2 separate regions of the Hordeum vulgare genome follow, and region 2 is linked to region 1. Evidence: chromatin contacts called from public Hi-C data. All regions are on one chromosome and are shown on one strand. Each heading gives the region's core, a stretch centred on a gene start, on an enhancer-like site or on the middle of the called end of the contact. The rest is flanking DNA. Distances are from core to core; before and after follow the strand shown.

Region 1 (6,056 bases), core at 2,350-4,849:
CTGCTACAACTCTCGGGCTGTCAGATCTAGACTACAAACTTGCTTTGCTGAAGCTTGAAGGTCCACTCCACTTCCTCTTGCCGAAACGGTTGCTGAAGAACGGCGGGGGGGGGGGGGGGCGTGGTGCGGCACGACGGACCTGTCCAATCCAGCGGTTACTCAGACAAATGCCGAGAGGAAAGGGTCCCAAAGATGGAGGACACAATGTATTAAGTGCTGATGTGGGCTCCACTGTATCTATTGTGTGCGAATACACACAACAAAAAATCCTTTGGTAACTGTTGTTACGTTGACTACAGTACACGATTAATTTGTACGCACGCATCGCAGAATACATCCAATGCTTGTGCGATACCCGGTAGAAACCGGTACCGCTAGTTTTTCATTACGAAGATCTGCCATAGTTGTCGTCAAAAAGTGTAGAGAAATCCATCATGTGCATTCGTGTATGAGCCAAGTGCACTCATCTAAGACCGGTCAAAAACTGCTGGCTGGTGATGTGCTGCTTTGTGCGGCTTCAAACGATCATCTGGGGACGGTGTTGCCAATGTGCTGGTGAAGAACCTTAGCACGCACCTTTGATGGTGTCCGGAGTGTGTGGAAGCAGGGAGGCATCCCTGTTAGCGGGAGCCACTGGCCCATGGGCGGAGCTCGCGGCTCGGATGCTGGCAGGCTTGTTGTCATGGCTGCATGGGTGGTATGGGGTGGGCCTTCACCGATCTACGGTGGTGGTGCGGCCGACGTTCTCCTATCGTGCCATACCTTAGGTGGAGGCGGAGGGTGGTGGCTGAGGTGAAAACCTCGTATGGTTTGGACCAAACCAATGGTGCGACGTCCATGCGGCGTTCCCTTCCTGAAGGCTCCATCGCGGCAGCCCTGCGTCCTTCGAGGCACTTCATGTGAAAACCTCGATTCAGTGGATCGGGCGGTTGCGGCTCTTTGGTGTCGTTTCTTTTTTGGAAGCACCGCTTTGGAGTTCCTGGGTCATCGAGTTTCGGCGTCGTCTCCTCGCGGCGACTCATTCTCAGTGGAGCGCTCCATAGTTCCTTAGATGCTCTTATGTCTGTTAGTTGTTTTCTTTGGTGTTTTGGAGTATTGTTGTTGATCGTCGGCCCCTTGTACCAGCCTTGGGTGTGTGTGGTGTGCGGTTGTTTGAATTTTGTATGTTGATCGTTGCTTTATATATAAAGCGGGGCGAAAGCCTTTTTCGGTAAGACCTCAGGCCAACTCCAACGTGCGACCTCAAATGGTTCGACCGCGTCCGTTTGAAAGAAAACAGACATAAATTGTGGTCCAACACACAGAAGCAAAATAGACAAATGTCTGTTTTTGTTTGATTTCGACTTATTTGCGTTGAGACACACAACGCACGGACGGGCGGGGCGTGTGCCCTTGTCCTCCCCTGACCCGCCCATAGATGGCTCAGACGCCCTTTTCTCTTCCACTACCCTCCCTCTGTCCTCCTCCATCGTTGCTACCCGTTGGTACACATTTTTGACGTCCCTCTTCCTTGCTTTCTTGATAGGCCACCCAAACCACGACCGCGACTTGTCATAGCCGGCTCACGCAAGTGTTTCAGATGAGTTTTTGCCAATGTTCATGGCTCTTCCGGTGCAGAGAGAAGCTAACCCCAACACCTTCCGGTAGGCGCTGCATAGCCGCATGGCGTCGCCCGCCAACACCAACCTTGCCTGCTGTCTAGTTCCCCTTCGTGTGTCCAACACTACTATAAGGTGTTCAACACTTTGCTCATAAGGTACCATGGATAGTCGGGATAAGTATTTTTCCACAACTTCATTTGTTCAGCGGATGACGAAGAGCTTGTGGTGGCTGCATTGGTCATCAATTACCACATTGCTAGGCAGCGACCTCGGTTCAGGAGATCAATCTCGAGTCATGCTCCGGCCTTGAACTGCAATAGGTAGAGCGGCCATACCCTGCTATATGCTGATTACTTTGAGAATACCGCGCTCTACAAATCACATCAATTCCGTCGCCTCTCCCATATGGCGAGACATGTTTTCAATCATATTCGAGAAGGACTGGTAGCATATGACCCATACTTTGAGTGCAAAGAGGATGCCCTTGGAAAGCTTGACTTCTCCTTTTATCAAAAAAGCACTGCAACTATTCGCATGCTTGTGTATGGAATTCCACGCGATCTTATGGATGAGTACGTGTGTATGAGTGAGTACACATGATTCCTATCAATGTACAATTTCTGCAAGATTGTGGTGGTAGTGTTTGACCCTGAGTACTTGAGAGAGCCAACTACCATTGATACAGAAAGGTTGTTGACGATCAATGCCGAGAGGGGCTTTCCGGACATGCTTGATAGTATAGATTGTATGCACTAGAAGTGAAAGAACTATCCATTTGCTTGGCAGGTGCAGTACAAGGGGCATGTGAAAGGTGCCACTGTCATACGCGAAGCGGTAGCTTCATAAGATTTGTGGATATGACATTTTTTTTCCAGCATTACTGGTTCTTACAATGATATCAACGTGCTTCAATGTTCTCAAGAGTTCGCAAGGCATGTAGAAGGCCACTCACCAAAGGTCAACTTTGAGACCAATATCAACCATTACATCTAAGGATACCACCTAGCTGATGGTATATATTCTCAGTGGTCAACTCTTGTAAAGAGATACCCAATCCACAAAGAGAGAAGAGACAGGGATTTGCCCAAATGTAAGAAAGTGCTAGAAAAGATGTGGAGCATGGTTTTGATGTGCTTCAATCAAGATGGGGTATTGTTTAAAACCTACACTGACATGAAGCACTCAAAAGCTTTGGGAGATGATGATTATTTGTGTGATCATGCACAACATGATAGTAAAGGATGAGCATGATAACATCATCTATGATCAAGAATTTAATTTTCAAGATGAAAATGTTGAGCGTGATCATCAACAACCGGCAACCTCTGAAGATGACTTGATTGAGCACATGTGCGCTTACATTGACAACAAATAGATGTATCGGTTCATTTACGTCTCATCTATTCAAGACAATTTCGATTGGACTGTAAAACTATTTAATTGTGTTTTTATTTGAACATGAAACTTTATTATCTGTGAAACTATTTGTATAATATTCGCATTGTTCTAGGACCTTTTCCTCGTTGTGGCGGACCAACAGCGGCCGTGCATTGAGCGCACGGCCGGTACATGCAGAAAAACATACGGACGCCACTCCATTGTTTTAACAAACGGATAAAATTTAAACAAAACATACTTCTGTTTGGTATCGTGTATTGAAGTTGGCCTCAGCTAGCTGGTCTGTGTTCTTGCAGACGAGTTCTTTCTGGTGATTCTTTAGGTCCACACAAAAATGACCAAAACATGTAGGTTTTGTGCATGGGAAATCAATCAATTTACGAGGCGCAGGACAGAACGGCCACAGAAGCAAGCAGTTGGGCACCACCGGTCACCGGAGGCGTGGAATCTCCGCCGGGCTCCACGGAACCTGGAACTAGGATACCCTGTCGTGGTGCACTGGCCCACGGTGTGAGGCGGAGAGGTTCGGCCCGCCCGAGTCCCACACGCTCCCCCACCACAAAATCGTCGATCAGAATCAATTTCCCCCGGATGAAACGAGATTACCCCGGCCGAGACGACTGCCGACTCCCCTCCTCCGCAGGATGGCGCGGCCGCGAGAGATCCACAAGCTCCACGCGGTCGTTGGCAGCCCCGGCGGATAAAACCACGCGAGCACCAGTCAGAAAAAAGCACCGGTCGGAAACTCACACCAACGTCGGTCAAGGCGAGAAGCCGAGAAGCAATCAGGTGCCAGAAGCCCAGAGCCAACCAGCCTCAGCGCGCGCGCGCGTGTGTGGTGGTGGGAGGTTCTTCAGCAGCTTGCGGGGCTAGAGCGGCGGCAGCGATGGCGGCGTCCGTGGCCACCTCCCCGGCTTGCAGCCGGCTCATCCCCAGCAGACCCCTCTCCGCCTCCGCCTCCGCCGCCGCGCCGTCCCTCGTCCGCCTGGCGGGGTCCTCCAGGCGCCTCCGCCGGGCCCTGCGGGTCTCGGCCGCGGCGGAGCCGGCCGACGCGCTGCCGGGGCCCGGGGCCGGCGACCTGGACGGGGTGGTGCCGGCGGGGCTGCTGGAGGACCTGCCGGAGGGCCTCGCCTTCCAGGGCGATGTGGGCGGGGGTTTCGCCCCCGGCGGCGGCGGCGACGACGGCAACAAGATGCTCGACCGCGGCATCAACGCGGCCATCGTGCTCGGCGCCAGCACCTACGCGCTCACCAAGCTCCTCACCGTCGACCAGGACTACTGGCATGTAAGGACGGACGGACCTCCTCGATTCATTCCAGCCAAAAAATTGCTTCTTCTCTTCGACTACTAATAGCTACCCATAAATAATCTCGGTTGATAGCGGGTTCGTGATGGATGGTGATTAACATTTGTTTCTCTTGATTGGATTTGGTTGGTGCAGGGGTGGACTATCTTTGAGATCCTGCGCTACATGCCGGAGCACAACTGGTCGGCCTACGAGGAGGCCCTCAAGGCCAATCCGGTTCTTGCCAAGATGATGATCAGCGGCGTCGTCTATTCCCTCGGCGACTGGATAGCCCAGGTGACAATCCAATCCAATTCCCCCCTGCTCACTGACTGACTCCCTTTCTGCTGCTGCAATAGCTAATACGGTTCTTCTTGTCTGTGCTACTCCTGCTTATTACAGTGCTACGAAGGCAAGCCCATCTTCGAGTTTGACCGTACTCGCATGTTCCGGTCTGGCCTCGTAGGGTTCACCCTCCACGGATCCCTTTCGCACTACTACTATCACTTCTGCGAGGTAACGATTGTGATTCTGAAGCCTGGCTGGTACAAGTTTGTCTGATGTTTGATGAGGTAACTGACATGAATGCATCGACCTTCTTGCATCAGTCGTTGTTCCCGTTCAAGGATTGGTGGGCTGTGCCTGTCAAGGTTGCGTTTGATCAGACGGCTTGGTCTGCGCTGTGGAACAGCATCTACTTCGTCGCCCTGGGCTTCCTTCGCTGGGAATCTCCGTTCACCATATTCAGCGAGCTCAAGGCCACCTTCTTCCCCATGCTTACTGTAAGCATCAGTCATCTTTTAAATTCTGAATTATGCTTCTGTGGTTGTGCCAGACTAAGTATCATTGGACACTGGGACTGTGAATGTTGACGACCTTAGTTTCATGATATACCGTATACTACCTGTTGTTCCGTTAGAAAATGTAGAACGTAGAGCGAATTAATACAGAGGTGATATGCATTTTGCTTCTTCATTCTTCATTTGTTGATGCGTAGTATTATTGTCTTCAGGCCTTTTAGGTCCACTAGAAACTACTCCCTCCGTCCCAAAATAAGTGTCTCAACTTTGTACTAGCTCTAGTACAAAGTTGTACTAAGTTTGAGACAGTTATTTTGGGACGGAGGGAGTACACGTGTGTGTTAATGGGTGTAAATTAACTAAATAAGGTGCACATACATCTGATACACCATTGTGAAAGAATTTGGGAGGTGGATGAGAGAAAATGGAAACAAAGTGAAATGTGATCGATAGGATTAGTTGTGCTGCAATATAAGAGTATTGTATATTACCTTTTGCCCATTTTATTTATCTTGCTACTTTGTTACAAAGCTCAAAGTGTTGATCTATCTGAATTGTAATTGCAGGCTGGATGGAAGCTGTGGCCATTTGCACACTTAATTACATATGGTGTGGTTCCTATCGAACAAAGACTTCTCTGGGTCGACTGTGTCGAATTAATCTGGGTCACCATCTTGTCAACGTATGCCTCTCACCGTGCTTTCATATTTGATTTCACATAATTACTTGTGCTACCAAACTTCATCATACATGCAAGATTACTAAACTGTATCATCTTCTTGTTTGATAGTTACTCGAACGAGAAATCTGAAGCAAGGATCTTAGATGATTCCTCCACAACAGATACGCAGGTATATTGCATCAGAACTAGTAAATATATAACTAGTTATCGTTCGTACTGACACCTGGAATTATCTTTCTTCTTTCCAGGACAACTCCAGATAGCACATACTTCATGGTTTTGCTGTTTTA
Region 2 (6,056 bases), core at 2,457-4,956, 910 kb after region 1:
GTTTCCAACTAGGCTCACCATACAATCAAGGAAGTCGCCACATTGCTCCATTATCCTGTTCCACCGACACATCAACAAAATCAAGGCTGGTAGCTCGGGAGTAGATCCTAACCTCCTTCTTCCAAACTAGTAGCAACCCGTCCTTTCTTCCATCCAAACTTGGGGCTACTATCATATGGTCCATGTGCAACTTTTTCATCAAAATTCATGCCTTGTCCTTATCCAAATGCGACTCCCATAGAAAAATCGCATCCGGTTCATGTCGCCTTTGGATGTCCGAAAGCGAGCAAACAATCGGGACTCCTAAGATACCCCGACAATTCCAACTTAAAACCCTCATTGTGCCCTGTTTGCGGAGGACAAAAAAACTCTCAACGACGCGCCGCCGAAGGACAGAAAACCCAAGCTTCAATCGCTAGGGGACAAAAATTCTAAAGACATACCTCACAAACCTAGTCTCCAAACCTCAGAATCTTATGACCAAGCTCATGATATGGTCAAGAAACGAACAATATAGGAAACTAATCCTACTTTATGTGGACTTCTTAATCCATCTACCTCGTCACGAAGAGAAGACCAGCGCCCAACGCCTCAGGTGCCGACCTGGGATAGCGAGACGTCGACCGCCCCGCCGCCGCCAAGGAGGCGGCCGACGGCGAACCAGCGTAAACCCTAGTCGCGCCAGCGGAAAACACAACAGATAAAACAAATAATTTTAACAAAGTTAATATGGAGAGTAAATAATAATGGAATGAGTACATGATGTGAGCAGTGGATACGTTCAGGTAGACCCGTTACCAGCATCGCCTAAGAGCAAGTACAATAAGGTACAGTCAACAGGCTGTAAGGATTAAAATACTATATTTTTGCTGAGTTGGATGAGAGAGAAGAGGAGAAAGAAGGGAAGCGTGCTCTTTGTGAAGAGCCAGCTCTAGCACGTGCTCCTAGGTGCTTTGTGAGAATGAAAGGTGGGCCATATATGATAAAAGTAGTACTTTTTTATAGCTAACTATTGTACAAGCTAGCTATAAGATGGGTTATAAAACTGCTTATAGCCAGCAGTTGGCTATACTATTAACCATGCTCTAAGAGCATCTCTAGTAGAACCCTCAAACCCTCAAACCCTTAAAAATAACCGCTTTTTTACAATTTTCATCGGAAAAACGGCGTAGACTAGAACCCTTAAACCCGTAAAAAAATTTAGAGGTCGAACCCTTAAACCCCTTCCCAGCCTGTAGAAGTGAGGGTTGGGGGGGGGAACTGCCCCCAACCCGCACTCATTTTCCCTCCTCGCGCGGGAGGCAGTTGGTTCCTCCGCGCGAGAGGAAATAGCTCGGTCGCATCTCGCCCCGCCGCCGGCCCGCGCTCCAGCCGCCGCCCCTCCGCCCCCTGGCCGTCGACCCGCCGCCCCGCCGCCGCCCTGCGATCCGGCCACCACCTCGCGCTCCTGCAGCCGCCCCTTCGCCCCTCCGCGACTCCGCGCCCCGGCCACCGCCCCGCCGCGCCCCGACCGCCGCCCCTCCGCACCCGCCGCCGTCCGCATCTCGCCTCGCCGCTGCCCCTCCGCCCCGGCCGCCGCCCCTCCGCTTCGGCCGACGCCCCGCCGTCCCCAGGCTCCGGCCGCCGTCCTGCCGCCCCTCCGCGCCCCGGCCGCCGCCCCGCCGCCCCACCGTGCCTCGGCCGCCGCCCCTCCGCTCATTGGTGAGATTTTTTTTTTTACTTTTTTAGTTTTAAATTTTTGCTTCATTGGCACTAATTGTAGCCACTTCGTATGTAGATGGACTCGTCGTCGGATTCGCCGGATTGGTCGTCATCCGACGATTCAGACATTGACGAGTTGTTGCAAGACGACGACGTCGAGATGATGAGCCTCCTCGTCGACGGGCAAGCGTTTGAAGACCGCGTGAAGCTTTTGGATCAGAGGAGAGGGTCGAAGATGGGGCGACTCACCATCTACCGGAACCGCGCTCTCGGACACGAGCATTTGATGCGAGACTACTTCGCGGAGGTACCTACATACCCTCCTCGTCTCTTTCGCAGAAGGTACCGGATGAGACGTAGTCTGTTTGTGAAGATTGTCACCGATTGTGAGGCCGCCTCGTATTATTTTACACGTCGTAGATCCGCCGCCGGTATCATGGGGTTTAGTGCATATCAAAAGATATCGACGGCAATGCGGGTACTCGCTTATGGCATACCCGCGGATTATACCGACGAGTATCTTCGCATTGGGGAAGATACAACCACGGAGTCCGTCCGTAGGTTTGCCAAGTTGGTCATCCGGTTGTATGGTGAGCAGTATCTCCGGGCACCAAACGAGGAAGATACAAAGAGATTAATGGAAATGAATGAAAAAAGGGGATGGCCGGGGATGCTTGATAGTCTTGATTGCATGCATTGGAGGTGGAAAAATTGCCCAAAGGCATGGCAGAGAATGTATTGCGGTAAAAGCCGTGATGCTACCATTGTTCTTGAGGCCGTAGCATCGGAGGACACATGGATCTGGCATGCATTCTTTGGGTTGCCGGGAACACTCAATGATATCAATGTCCTCAATAGATCTCCCTTGTTCAAAAGATTAATTTCTGGGGATGCTCCAGCTTGCAACTACAAAATCATGAACAATGAGTACTCAATGGGATATTATCTCACCGATGGCATTTATCCCGAATGGGCAACTCTTGTGAAGTCCATCAAGGAGAAAAATGGGGTGCCCTTAACAAGAAAACAGGCTCATTTCACCAAGGCACAAGAGGCAGCCCGCAAAGATATTGAGAGAGCTTTCGGTGTTTTGCAAGCAAGGTTTGCCATAGTTCGGGGTCCAGCAAGGTTTTGGGACAAAAAAACCTTGATGAACATCATGAAATGTTGTGTGATTCTACACAACATGATCCTAGAGGATGAGAGAGGGTTAAACCTCCCTTGTTTCTATGACAATGTTGGTACCCGTGTGCAACCGGAAAAAAAACCCTTCTCGCATACAAGTTTTTCTTGAAGCACATCGTGAGATCGAGGATGGAACCACTCATGGTCGGCTCCGGGATGATCTAGTAGAGCACCACTGGCATTTGGATGGGCGACGCATTGGCCCATGATGTATCTTTGTTTTACTTTTCTATGTCCTATTTGATTCGAACAATTGTTGTTATTTGCTCAAACATTGTTGTAATGATTTGAATGATTATTGTTTTATTCGGTGTTGTAATAATAACTAGAATGATTATTGTTTTATGTCAAATGTGATTGAATTTGTGATATGTCATATGATGAAATGTGATGAAATGTGTGATATATGAATGACAGTTTTAAGATTTGGGGTTGTGGCAAAGACTAGAACCCTCAAACTCAACCCTTATAACGGCCGTTATAAGGGTTGGGTTTGAGGGTTATAGTCTTTGCCTCAACCCTAAACCTTAAAGGTGTTAAAAATGTGTAATTCTCAACCCTTAAAACTGATTTTTGTTTTAAGGGTTTGAGGGTTATACTCCCTCTGTTCCATAATATTTGTTGTTGGGGAGAACTAGTTTAATTCTTCCCAACAACAAATATTGTGGTACAGATGGAGTACTACAGATGCTCTAAGTCAACCTGACGCGGTGCAACGGGCGGTTCCTTTAATGCGGTCGTTTTATCCACGTGGAACCATCCCATTTGCGGGAGCCCCGCACATCTGGCTTCCCATTGGTCCACATCACCCGCCTCCACGTCTCCCCGAAAAGCAGCTCCACATCCCTTCCCCTTCTAGTTCTCGAAGCCCTTAACCCGCGAGGCGAGAGGGCCAGCCACTGAGGAAGACGGCGACGGCGGCGACGACGACGAGGAGGAGGTCGGCAGTACCGCAGGGGCATACGCGTGGATTCGCGAGCCGCGGGAATCCTGATCCTAACTCCTAGCCGGTGGGTTGAGGGGGAGGTCGAGCGGGACCCGGCGAGGTGGGGATGGCGGCGCCGCGGAGGAGCGGGGCTCGGCTCGCGGCCGTCCTCGCGCTGCTGCTGCATCTCGCGGCGGTGATCGAGGGGTAATGCTCGGAACAGTTGTCGATCCTCGCGTAGTTTCTTCGAGATCTTATACCACCCCCCCCCCCCCCCCCCCCCCCCTCCGCGGATTCAGCGCTGATCTCTCGATCCAAGTGCGAGTTCTATGTGATTCAAATATCGGATTGGCATTTGGAAGCCGCTGAAAATTGCGTGGTGTTTTTGTTGGTGTGGATCAGGAAGAGCTTCTACGACGTGCTGCAAGTCCCCAAGGGCGCGTCGGAGGATCAGATCAAGAGGTCGTACCGCAAGCTCGCGCTCAAGTACCATCCTGATAAGAACCCTGACAATGAGGAGGCTACCAAGCGATTCGCCGAGATCAATAATGGTACTAATCCTGTGTTAGGACTTACGAGCAAAAGGATTGAAATTCCACTCGCTGAGCTTGAATAATTCGATTTAAGGGGATCTATGTTTGAATGTGTTGTTACCATGCAGCTTATGAGGTCTTGACGGATCAGGAGAAGAGGAAGGTCTATGACCGGTATGGTGAGGAGGGGCTGAAGCAGTTCCAAGGCGGGAGAGGAGGAGGCGGCGGAGGGATGAACATGCAAGACATCTTCAGCAGGTGAGGACAAAAATGTTGCCTGGCATCTGTCATTTTAGTAGCTCCTCAATCTCAGTATGCCATGTAGACAGTGTGTGTGACCTATTTTGAGCTATCACAATGTACTAGTATGTAATAATTTGCTATCTATGCAAGTTTAGAGATGTCAAAATACATAGGAAAAAACTGTCGACTTAGAAGGTAGAAACAATCTGTCACTAGGCCATAATGTGTACATGCTTGCTGGTGATTCAACTAAACATGTTCCGGACGCCCTTACATTGCTGTACATATCAAGAGAGATATTACATCACATGGATCTTTTGTTTACAGATATAGGGAACTGTCAAAATTTTATTTGCTCGTCAATCGATAGGGAATATGGTAATTCATATGACCGTGTTGAATACATGAAGATTGGCATGTACTTAAGTAGTGAAATGACACTCCTGTTTGAGTAGAAATATTCCCTGAGCTGCCCATTCATGTATTGTTAGATCATAGATCATGTGGTTCCCATTCTGTAGGGTCTGGCAGTGTCAACCATAGATATATCAAACATTTCTAATATTTGTATTGAGTGTTGACATATGCACCAGTTTTGTGTTTGTCGTTGATCCAAGAGATCATGTTCAGGGTTATTACAACAACAACAACAACAACAACAACAACCAAGCCTTTAGTCCCAAACAAGTTGGGGTAGGCTAGAGGTGAAACCCATAAGATCTCGCAACCAACTCATGGTTCTGGCACATGGATAGCAAGCTTCCATGCACCCCTGTTCTTGGCTAGTTCTTTGGTGATACTCCAGTCCTTCAAATCTCTCTTTACGGACTCCTCCCATGTCAGATTCGGTCTACCGCGACCTCTTCTGACATTATCGGCACGCTTTAGCCATCCGCTATGCACTGGAGCTTCTGGAGGCATGCACCGAATATGCCCAAACCATCTCACACGATGTTGGACAAGCTTTTCATCAATCAGCGCTACCCCAACTCTATCTCGTATGTCATCATTCCAGACTCAGTCCTTGTGTGGCCACACATCCATCTCAACATGCGCATCTCCGTCACACCTCCATCTTGACATGCGCATCTCCGCCACACCTAACTGCTGCACATGTCGCCTTTTAGTTGGCCAACACTCAGTGCTATACAACAGTGCGGGTCGAACCGCCGCCCTATAGAACTTGCCTTTTAGCTTTTGTGGCACTCTTGTCACAGAGAATGCCAGAAGCTTGGCGCCAGTTGATCCATCCGGCTTTAATTCGATGGTTCACATCTTCATCGATATCCCTATCCTTCTGCAAGATTGACCCAAATATCAGAAGGTGTCCTTCTGAGGCACCACTTGCCCATCCAGGCTAACCACCTCCTCCTCCTCGTGTCTAGTAGTACTAAAACCGCACTTGATGTACTCGGTTTTAGTTCTACTAAGTCTAAAACCTTTCAATTCCAAGGTTTGTCTCCATAGCT

Evidence for each region. Hi-C and Micro-C count contacts between places; a contact is called where the count stands out from the background.
Region 2: a contact with region 1 is called in a Hi-C map of seedling, with 4 times the contacts expected there. The contact joins the promoter of LOC123426059 here to the promoter of LOC123426040 in region 1. A contact is called at or near these places in 1 of 6 Hi-C or Micro-C datasets (seedling) and 1 of 1 datasets of contacts at active chromatin or transcription factors (embryo).

Annotation. Positions count from the first base shown.
Region 1 is chr1H:95,021,049-95,027,104 of MorexV3_pseudomolecules_assembly, forward strand. It overlaps LOC123426040 (protein SYM1-like), which reads left to right and starts at 3,600. Exons shown (of 7, transcript XM_045109824.1): 1 at 3,600-4,284; 2 at 4,441-4,581; 3 at 4,687-4,800; 4 at 4,893-5,066; 5 at 5,651-5,766; 6 at 5,875-5,935; 7 at 6,015-6,056. The coding sequence starts at 3,886. The coding sequence ends at 6,029.
Region 2 is chr1H:95,935,399-95,941,454 of MorexV3_pseudomolecules_assembly, forward strand. LOC123426059 (dnaJ protein ERDJ3B) reads left to right here and starts at 3,707. Exons shown (of 11, transcript XM_045109838.1): 1 at 3,707-4,018; 2 at 4,214-4,362; 3 at 4,473-4,602. The coding sequence starts at 3,939. It also overlaps the pseudogene LOC123397128.